2 separate regions of the Mus musculus genome follow, and region 2 is linked to region 1. Evidence: chromatin contacts called from public HiChIP or PLAC-seq data. All regions are on one chromosome and are shown on one strand. The core of a region is the stretch at or near the end of the contact, and the rest is flanking DNA. Distances in the headings are between cores, read along the strand shown.

What was found. HiChIP or PLAC-seq counts read pairs in DNA pulled down with a chosen protein or histone mark.
Region 2: an H3K27ac HiChIP or PLAC-seq map of embryonic stem cells shows a contact between it and region 1, with 5 times the contacts expected there. The contact joins two enhancer-like sites. A contact is called at or near these places in 1 of 484 Hi-C or Micro-C datasets (nephron progenitors), 4 of 115 datasets of contacts at active chromatin or transcription factors (embryonic basal ganglia and embryonic stem cells) and 1 of 9 other capture datasets (embryonic stem cells).

Annotation. Positions count from the first base shown.
Region 1 is chr1:119,145,985-119,151,166 of GRCm38.p6, forward strand. No RefSeq gene overlaps it. Among named protein-coding and RNA genes, the nearest start is that of Gm41934, 22 kb to the left of the region's middle. Within about 2 kb of position 1,692, at least 4 of the 459 cell types and tissues checked have an H3K27ac peak or open chromatin away from gene starts, as enhancers often do. A contact at or near this core is called in embryonic stem cells, where this site is marked.
Region 2 is chr1:119,394,981-119,400,454 of GRCm38.p6, forward strand. No RefSeq gene overlaps it. Among named protein-coding and RNA genes, the nearest start is that of Inhbb, 25 kb to the right of the region's middle. Within about 2 kb of position 3,026, at least 10 of the 459 cell types and tissues checked have an H3K27ac peak or open chromatin away from gene starts, as enhancers often do. A contact at or near this core is called in embryonic stem cells, where this site is marked.

The DNA.
Region 1 (5,182 bases), core at 442-2,941:
GGGGACCCACATGGTGAAAAGAGAAATTCTACCATTGAAAGTTATTTTACCACCCACCCCCCACACAAAATAAATATGTATAAAGGTTTGTTTTGTAATCACAAAAGAGGGCCAGAAAGATGGCTCAGCAGTTCAAACACTGGCTGTTTTTCCTGAAGATCTGGGTTCAATTCCTGGTGCCCATGTAGTAGTGGCTCACAACCTTCTGTAACACCAGTTCCAGGTGTTACGCACATGTGTACACACATGTGGTGCATAGACATTAATGTAGGCCACACACAGACACAAACACACACACACACACAATTTTAACATTTTTTCACACACACAAAGAGTCTCAGAAGGTTTGAAGTGAGTTTATACTTTTGTGTTGGGCTGCACTCAAGGCTACCCTGGGCCATATACCCATCAGGTCAGGCATACTCGTACTTGAGTTGAGCAGTATTCTATTGTGTATAAACGACTTTACAGGTTTCCCCTTGTTTCATGGGAGGTGTAAGCTGTGAATGGGGTAAACACCTGAAGCAGCCATTATAACTTGTGATTAAAGACTCACCAAGTTGTAAGATGGCATTAGAAGTGTTTGCAATGGTGACCTCAGTCCCAAGGGCTTGCAGAGGGGACAAGCCCAAGGCTAGCTTCAGACCTGCCTCTTCTCCATGTGAACCTCAACTGGGATGCAAGACAGCAGGTAAGGCCCATTCTCACCAGTGCCCATGGAATCCCAAACCATGGGTGGTGTCGGTAGCCTAGGGCTCACCAGGAAGCCAGGGAGGCACACACAGCAGGGCCAGACTGAGTGTCTCATGCCTGTGCTGGTCTTTCTATTTCTTGGACTACCTGGACAGAGTCTTGCTTCACCTTTGATGAAAGAAACTGAGGGCAGCTGTGCCAGGCATGAGTGACCGCCTGCCCCTGCCAGTACAAATACACCACTTTAAAGCAATCACACAGCACTGTGCCATGTCAAATAGGGCATTGGCATCTGAGTTCACAGTGGATTTTTGAGGCCAGGGGCCTTCAGCAAGCTTTGCAGATAGCTTAGGGGATATCCAGACAGCTGGGAATCAAGTCTTACTACCACAGGCCACTTTTGTGAACGAACCCCTCTTTTGCTGGGTTCCCTAATCCTCAGAGATGCCACAGAGTATACAGCGGGACAACCCAGGAGTGACAGTTGGTGCTCATTGTCAACTTGACAGAATCTAGACTTCTGTGGAAACAGATTTCTGAGAGAGTGTCCAGGTGGGGTTAACTGAGGAGCCATCTTAACTGTGGGCAGTATCATTCCTTGGACTGGGGTACTGTGTTAAACAAAGGGAGACAGTGAGCTGAGCGCCAGCATCCATATCTCTCTGCTCCTGTCTGTTATGGATGCTATGTGGCCAGATGCCTCAAAGCTCCTGCTACAGGTCCCAGACACGGTGAACTGTATCCTCTCAAACTGTGAGTCAAAATAAATGGGTCTCAGGTAAGTTTCTATCACTGCAATGGAGACTACAGACAAAAGCAACTTGCAGAGTGAAGGGCTTACCTCCTATTGCCATCTACCACAAAGTGGGTAAGGGCAAGAACTCAAGGCGGGAGCCTGGAAGCAAAGGGCATGGAAAATGCTGCTTACTGCCTTCTTCCACTGCTTTCTTACTCCACCCAGAACCACCTGCACAGGGATGCACCACCCACAGAGGGGTGGGCCCTCCTATATCAATTGTTAATCAAAAAAAAAAAAGTCCCCAAGGACTTGCCTACAAGCCAATCTGATGGAGACAAGTTTTCATCTGACATTCCCTCTTCCGGATATGTTTGCATTTGTATCAAGTTGACAGAAACCAAACTCCTCCTCCCCAAGGCTGCTTTTTCAGGTGTTTATTCACAGCAAAGGGCAAAGCAGCTAACACTAGAAGTCTGGGAGCTCTAGCCTCAGCCTCACGGCTCACCCACAGCACTGTTTAGACATGTCTGGAGTTCTCATCTGTCAAGTGGGTATAGAATCCCAGGCTTGTGTAAATGATGTGTGTTGTATATGTGATCTGTATTCTATGCACATGTGTACTTTGTGTATGTGCAGTGTGTGTACACTCTGTATACGGTGTTCTAAGCATTGATATGCTGTGTGTGCAGTGAATATATGTGTATATAATCTATGAATCTATGAAGTATGTGTTCTTGGGTCCATTTTAAGTGTATAAGTATAGTCTCTCTCTCTCTCTCTCTCTCTCTATATATATATATATATATATATGTAATTGGTCTGTGTATTGTGTGATCAATGTACACAGGTGCTGTGTGTATATGAAGTTTGTGTGCACATGTGTAGTCTGGTGGTCAGTGTGGTATACATTGCAGTGTGCAGTATGTATTCAAAACAGTGCAGCCCTGGGAGAGTAGCCCTTCACCATTCTGCATTGCCTGCCCTTGACAAAGGGTCATAGCACTGCAGGTATAGGGAGGACCACTCCTATCCAGCATCTCTCCTTACCTTACCTCTTGCTGTTCTAAGTCTTCCTGATTTGCCATTGGCCTGCCCTTCCCCATTCTCCAGAACCTTGGGGACCCTCCCAGCTCACCTTCTTGCACCCCATGGCCAACAGTTCAAGTCTCATCCCTGTGCTGTCCAGTATCCCCTTCACATCTCACAGGGGCTCCAGGTTTTCTTGGTATAGGGACAGCTCAACTCAATTCAGGTCTGGCAACAAGACATTGGTGACATCTCTATCTGGCTGTCCCTTTGTCATGGAGCCCCAGGCTGAGGGTATTATGACAGGCCCTTTGGCAAGCCTTTCCTGGTTCCCACTGATGGTGGGTAAGGAGCGTTTTTCCCTACAAGGTGCACATCAGCTGGTGACAAACACCTCTCTTACTGATGTCTTACTTAGGGTTTCTATTACTGAGATAAAACACCATGACCAAAAGCAACTTGGAAAAGAAAGGGGTTTTTTCAACTTATAATTTCATACCACAAACCATTATCAAAGGCGGTTAGAGCAAGAACTCACAGCAGAATTGTGGAGGCAGGAACTGACATAGAGGCCATGGAGGGCACTCCCTGCTGGCTTGCTTCCTATGTTTTGCTCAGTCAGCCTTCTTATAGCACACAGGACCACCAGGACAGGGGTGGCGCCACCCAAAGTGAACTGTCCATACTCATATCAATCATCATTCAAGAATATGCCCCAGAGGCTCACCCACAGGCTAATCCTTTGGGGGCAGTTTCTCAATTGAGGTTCTCTTTTCCCAAATGACTTGAGCTTGTGTCAAGTTGATGTAAATCCCGCCTGCACACATGACCTTCTCCCGAAGCTACGCAGAAGTGTACATTGTCTGCTGCTTGGAGCGTATCCCTCACCACCGTGGGATGGAGAGGTGGGAGGACAGGAAACAGAAGGCATTCAGAGTGGTGAGGTTCTGGGATTACAGGTGTCATTTGGTCCTGAGGACAACCTATCCTCAGCACTACTTATTGTTGGGGTTGTCTGACGAGCCCCTTGAGAAACACCTTGCTCCAGTCTCTACCTTCTTTCCTAGACATGGCCAGCAACCCATTCCTCCATTTATGCATCTCTGCCCTTGCATTCCTTTAGCCCTTGATGTCCCTTCGTGTACTCAGGCCAAGTGTAGGTGGCGTCACTGCATAGTCCCCTTGGGCTGCTGTCTATGGTGGCAGCTGGCTGCAGGTGACATGGACTATGAAAGTGACGCCCTGTTTCCAGTACATCACAGGGACATTTCATGTGGGCTCCTGGGCTGTACCCTTTATCAGCCTCCTGCCAACATCATCTGGCCACTTTGACTTGAAGTGTGGCTCTAGTATGACAGGCAGTTAGAACTGAAAAGATCACAGGTTCCCGCTGGGTTCCTGGGGTGACTTGAGAGAGATGTTCTCCATAGTCTCTAGCACCTTGGACACCTGGCTACCAGTTGTGGCGCTGTTTGGGCAGGGTTGGGGGGAAGCATCACTAAGGATGGGCTTTGGGGATTCAAACCTTGAAGCCTTCTCAGTTCCCTCTCTGGTTCTTACTTGTAGCTCAAGATGTAAGCCCTCAGCACCCAGATCCATCCACCATGCCTGCCTGCTGCCACAATTCCCCATCGTGATATATTCTCCTCCCTCTGCATATGAAGACCAAATAAACCCTCCCTTCTATAAGTTGCCTTGGTCACAGTGTTTTATCACAACAACAGAAAAGTAACTAGTTCAGTCCCCAAAGCTGGGAATTCATGATAACTCCTGAACCCCACACGGGACAGGAACATGTCAGGGCCAGTGACCCAGAAAGCTGCAGAAGTGGGCAGGATGATTGTTTCTTGGTAAATAGTAGGACACAAGAGACTGACATGAAAGGCTGGATTTACCAGAACTTTGGGAATCCCCTTGTCTTCACCACCTCAGCAGTGGGTGCATGCACTCACACCCTTGCCCTGGGCTTACAGTCAAGTGCTCTCACACCAGCTGTTCTTGCTTTTATTTTATGTGGGTTCTGGGGTCAAGCTCAGATCCTCATGACCATTAAGTCAATGCTTTACCAACTAAAGCATCTTACAATCTTCTCTTTCCCTCCAGTTTTCTCCCTCTGTTTCCTTCCCTCTTCCTCCTCCTGTCCCCTGCTTCCTCTCCATCCTTACTTCTCTCTTCCCTCTTCCCACTCAACCCCACCTCACTCTGCTCTCTGCTGAGCTCATCCCAGCTGGTGGAATTGACCCCAAAGACGGCCATAGGGTAGCTAGGGAGTCAGTGGGTCTTGCTGACATTTTGAGGATAAATAAGACACTCTAGGTGGACCAAGAGGTCCAGGATGAGGTTGACTTTGTCACCTAAGTGAGAACATGGTCAGTTAATGGGGTGATCTCCAGAAGTGAACTCTTCCACTACTCAATGGACAGGACAGTCACAGGTGAAGAGGCAGAGAAAGACCCCGTGGGTCTAAGAAAGAACAACAGAAGGTCGGTAAGGGAGGTTCTAAGGGTTCTGGAGAAGCCAATGCTGGCAGTGAGTAGAGGTTGCACTTGACAGGGCTTGGGGCTGAGGTCAACATAGCCACCTTCATGTGTTCCTTGGGGTTCCCTTATATACCACATGATAAATCATCGTACATGGGTGGCAACCGACACCCCTAGGACTGAGCATGGAGGAGAAGAGCTGAGGGGTGAGCCAGTGAAATGCCTTTAGTAGTTAAATGTTGTG
Region 2 (5,474 bases), core at 1,776-4,275, 250 kb after region 1:
TCCAGGACAAACAGGCATCATGTCCAAGTGGTTCAACCATAGAGAAGGAACATTCACAGACCAGAGAACACGACGGGTGCTACGTTAGGTCCTTTAAAACTGATACATCAGCCAATCTCTGACCAGGAGAGTAGGTGCCAGGTGAGTTTATTGTTATCGTGATAGAAGTTAGAGTCATCTGGGAAGAGAGAGCCTCAGTTGAGGACTTGACCAGATTAGACTGGCCTGTGGCCATGCTGTGAAAGACTGTTGTGACCGATGGTATTGGAGGGTTCAGCCTACTATGGGTAGCACCATCCCTTGGCAAACTGGATACTGGCTGTGTAAGAAAGAAAAATGAAAAAAAATACATGGGAATCTGATACATGGGAATATTCCTGAAAACATCTGAGTCGAATAAAGAATAATGATGGCTTAAAAAAAAAGAAAGAAAGAAAGCAAAATGAGCATTGACCAGAGTGAGCCAGTAAGCAAAGTTCCTCCGAGATTTTTTGCTCCAGATTCCCACCTTGATTTCCTGCCCTGACTTCCCTCAATGATGGATTGTGACCTGGAAATGGAATCCAAACAAACTCATTTCCCCCTAAGTTGCTTTTGGTCACGGTGTTTATCGCAGCAACAAAAACTAAGACACGACTGGGAGACAAGCAGATATGCCTACTGTGCACATGTGCCTGCAGGTGTGCTGGTCTGTGTTGCTGTGCTTGTGTGCCTATGTGGGTGAGTGTGAAGGCCAAGGATCAACCTCAGGGTGTCTTCCTCAATCATTTCTGCATCTTATGTTTCTGAAATAAGGTCTCCCTGAGCCTGAAGTTCAGCATGGAGCTTTAGACTGAGTCAGCCCTGGCTCTAACCCCAGCCAAAACTGCAGCTCACATTTTGTACTGGTCTAGTCTGAAGGGCCTATGGCCCAGAAAGTGGTGGCAGTAACAGCAGCAGCTGCTGCTGCTCCTCTTCCTCCTCCTCTTCCTCCTCCTTCTCTTCCTTCTCTTCTTCCTCCTCCTTTTCATCTTCCTCCTCCTCTCTCTCCTCCTCCTCTTCCTCCTTCAGACTTATTTGTTATTTCATGTATGCGTGTCCTGCATGTGTGTATGGGCACCATATGTGTCTCGCTCCTGTTGAGGTCAGAAAAAGGTGTCATGTTGCTTGGAACTAGAGTGGTGGTTGTGGTTGTGAGACAACACACGGGTGCTGGGAACCAAACCCAAGACCTCTGCAAACCTCTGAGCCATGTCTCCAGCCCTGTCTACTCTCTGGCCCCTTCTCTTCTTTTGAGGCAGGATCTCATGTAGCCCAGGCTGCCCCCAAACTCTTTGTGCAGCCGAAGATAACCTTCTGTTCCTGTTCCCACCTACTAGGTGCTCGGATTACATGTCTGATTTATGCAGTGCTGAGACTGGGATCCAGGGCACTGTGAGTAAGAGACAAGTTCTACCAACCAAGCTGCATCTCCAGCTGCTGCTCCTAGTCTTTCTAGAGGCTGGTGGATAATTCATAAGTCACTGAGGTAGGGAACAAAGTTTAGAAAGAAGATTGCATGGGGCTTGATATGGGGGAGGAAAGGGAGACATGAGGAAGGAGTCCCCAGGCAGCAGGCAGAGCGCTAGGGAGGCCTGGGTGAGAGGGGAGATTACAGACCAAAGGCGGAAGGAAGGATTTCCAAGGTCACAGAAGTTAGGCTGACTAGGGCCGTCAGGATGAGCGCACATTCATGATTAGGAGCATATTGTCAGATACCAGCCATCAATTATGAGCTGAGCTACTTTATGGCTCCACTGGGAAGAGGACCTCCCAAAATCCACAGCCTGACCACAGAGTCACCCCCTTATAACCAGTCCACCTGGGAAAGAGATGGTCACATCCCACCCCCACCCTCACCCCCACCCCCACCCCCATCCCGGGCAGCTTAGATTCCAGGCATACTCAGGAGGCTGACCTAATATGATATGAATCCCAGCCCTGCACTCTCCAGGGTTGAAGTCCTAAATAAAGAAGTCAGTTTGGGATCTGGGTCCAAACAGGACAAACTTAGTTCATCTGTCCCTATGTACAGAGATCAATACCCAACTTTCACCAACCACCCTTAGTGTGGCCCAAGACTCTGGGCTGACATTTCTCTCAGCATTTGGGTGAGTGACCCTGAAGCCAGACGTGTCTCCTGGATACACAGTGAGGGTCCAGGAAAAGAAGGGGCTTGGGGTTTCTGGTCACAGCTGGGGCAGAGAGAGACTAACAGAAGCAGCTTGTTTTATTTTGAGGCAAAGCTTCATTGAACCTAGGCTGGCCTAGCACTGTATAGGCAAGGATGGCCTTGAACTTCTGATCCTTCTGTTTCCATCGCTCACACTAGGGAGTGGCATGCTCCATCATGTCCAGTTTGCTCAATGCTAGCAACTGAACCTAGTGAGGTAGGCACTCTGTCAGCTGAGCTACCTCCTTATTCTGAGGAGCAACTTTAAACTTAGAGCACAGCCACCTGACCTCGTTTCTCAGAAGACTAGCTGAAGTCAGTAAAGCTGAGCAAGGCTTGGATGAGGGGATGCTACCTGGGACCACACGGCTAGCCACTAAGATGTCTTCCTCTTGGTCTCCAAGTGTCTGCCCCACCAGCAGGGTCCTGACCTGGCCCAGCCTAGCCTTGTTGATTGCAGAAGAGATCTGGAGTCTACCAAACCCTAGTGATGTTGGGATAAGATGACAGTTGGAACCCAACCCTGTACACCAACCCAAAGGAGTGACAGGCCTCAGACCACTGCAGAGGACCAGGGCGCACAGCATCCTGGGTGCCCACAGCAGCATTCCACCATACAGTCAGCCCTCCTGGGAGGTCTCTGGTCACACGGTGCACCCGACAGCTTAGACTCAGGAGACCCAAGAAGCTGACTTAGTACCATATGGGTGCCAGTCTGCAAGCCCTCAGGAATGCCCAAGTCTGTGTGTACCCGCAAAGTCAGGAGGGTGCGTGGAGAGTCAGGAGTGCTTTTGCAGCTCTGGGCCAGCAGGGGCCTTGGGAGCAAGGACCAGGGCAAAGGGGAGCCCACAGCTACCTTGGCCAGCCCCAGCCCAGCTATAGATTAAGAAGCCCCCTAGCCAGCCGCAAGACACAACAGAGATAAGGAGCTATCACATCACGGATGGAGCAAGGAAAGGCAGCCAGGGCAGGCTCGCTCCAGACTGCCAGCAGTCCCCTTGGGGGAGACAGGAATGACGCCCCCCCTTCCTTAGGAGTCAATGATGTGGAGTGACGGGAGTGACCCAGACACTTGGCCTTATCCAAATTCTATGCTCACCAAACCCTGAGCTGCTTAGACATAGGATAGGCAGGCACCTTGGGGTGAGCGAGTGAACTTCCAACTCAAGAAGACACAGCCTTAACTCAACCTTCAATCTAGGAAATGGCTGCAAAAAGGCAAAGTGCCTCAGGCATCGACTCCTAAGAGTGTGAACGCCCCAGCTTTCCCCAGAACCCTGTATCTGGGATTTTCATAGTTTGGGGGATTGAACTCAGGGCTTCGTGAATACTACCAACTAGTCACATCCCTAGTTCCAGTATTTTGGTTATGGTATCCCAAATTTTGCCCTTGCCGTGTACTCCCCAGAAACTCCCTGCTTTAGCTGAAGGACTCCCGGCCCTCCTTCAGGTCTTAGCCCAAGAGTTCCCTCCCCCAAGAGTCCCCTTGACTCTGACTCTCTCTCTCATTCTCTCTCTCCCCCTATTCCTGAACTTCCCTCCCAGTGGCTTCAGGTCCACACCAGCAAGGGCTGGCCAAGGATCAGGTCCCAGAAAACACACCCACACGCTAAATTGATGTGGAAGCCCATTTCCTTACACTAAGAGTTCCTTTTTCTTTCTAAGTAAAAAGGGCAGGTTGGAGCCAGGTGTGGTAGTTTACTATTGTAATCCTAGCATCTGGGAGATAGAGACAGGAAGCCCCAGAGTTCAAGGTCAAGAAGAGCAAGACAAGAAAAGAGTGGAGAAACCAGCCTGGCTCTACCAACACTTGCTGGCCGTGTGGGGTCTGTGGGCTGGGCCCTGAGGGAATCATTTCCAGGAGATTTCAGCTACCCCTGGGCTTAGGCTTTTCCACAGAATAATGGGATTGCAAATTTATTTGCAGTAAGATGAATTGCAGTCTGGCTGTGATGGTGCACATCTTTAATTCCAGCCCTCAGGAGACAAATGCAGGTGAGTTTCTGCTTCCAGAAAGTGACTCTGAGGGTAAGGGCTCTTGCCCCCGGCAAGATGTAAGTTGCATCCCCTGGTGAAAGGAGAGAATCTATCTACTCCTGCAAGTTATCCTCTGACCTCAACAGGCATCCCATGACATGCATGCGCCAGCACACAGACACACAGACACACACACATCCACAATTAAGTAAATGTTTTTAAACCTCAAAAGTATAAATTATAAATAAAGGCTCTGAAAAGTTGTACAGCTGTTTCTTTGAGGTTCCTTAACCCAGGATGACACAGGTACCAAGGTCCTGAAATGTTGCTTTCAATCCATACAAAGGCAGTAAGTTCTCAGGTTAAAAAGAAAAGGCTGGGCTGGCAGTAGAGCTAAGTTGCTAGAGAGCTTGCTTCACATTCAGGAAGCCCTGGGTTCAATTCCCAGAAGTGCTTAGAGAAACGGGGTGAAGCAGGCCTGTGGCTGTGGTCCAGCACACAAGAGACAGGGCAAGAAGATCAGGTCTCAGAAAGGGGGAGTGTTCTTTTCTTTTTGATATATTCATTTATCTATTTTTGTGTATGTGTCTACACATACTTCATTGTTGTTTTGAGACAAGGTCTGTCTATGTAGCCCTGGCTATGCTGGAATTCTCTGTGTAGACCAGGTTGACCTAAGGGCTGAGATTGAAGGTGTGCACCACTATGCGTGTTAAGCATTTTTGTGTATCAGTGCACATATGTATGTGGATGTCAGAGGAGAGTCCAGCTCTCACACAATTCTGAGGATTCTTGGGTCACTGGGCTCAGGAGGCAAATACCATTACAGCCTCCCTCTTCTTTCATCTCTCTTTCTCCCTGCATGTGAATGTGTGTGAGTACATGCGCGTGTGCATATGTATGTGTGTAGGCCAGAGGTCAATCTCAGGTATTACAGCAGAGGCTCTGTCTACCATGGTTTTCCCTGCGTCACTCTGCATCTTGTTTGGGGGACAGGGTCTCTCACTGAACCTGGAGCTTGCTGACCAGTTGGACTGGCAGCTGGTTACCAAGCCCAAGGGACCAGCCCGGGTAATGAAGGGATTGGCCTGCCAGTGTCCTGTCAGCTCCAGGATTAACAAAAGCAAGGCACATGGCTTACTACATAGTTTCTGGGGATCAAATTTTCATCCTCTTGCCATCTTCCCAGCCTAGACATCCCTGTTTTGTTTTGTTTTGTTTTGTTCCCTTTGAGACAGGGTTTCTCTGTGTAGCCCTGGCTGTTCTGGAACTTGCTCTGTAGACCAGGCTGACCTCGAACTTACAG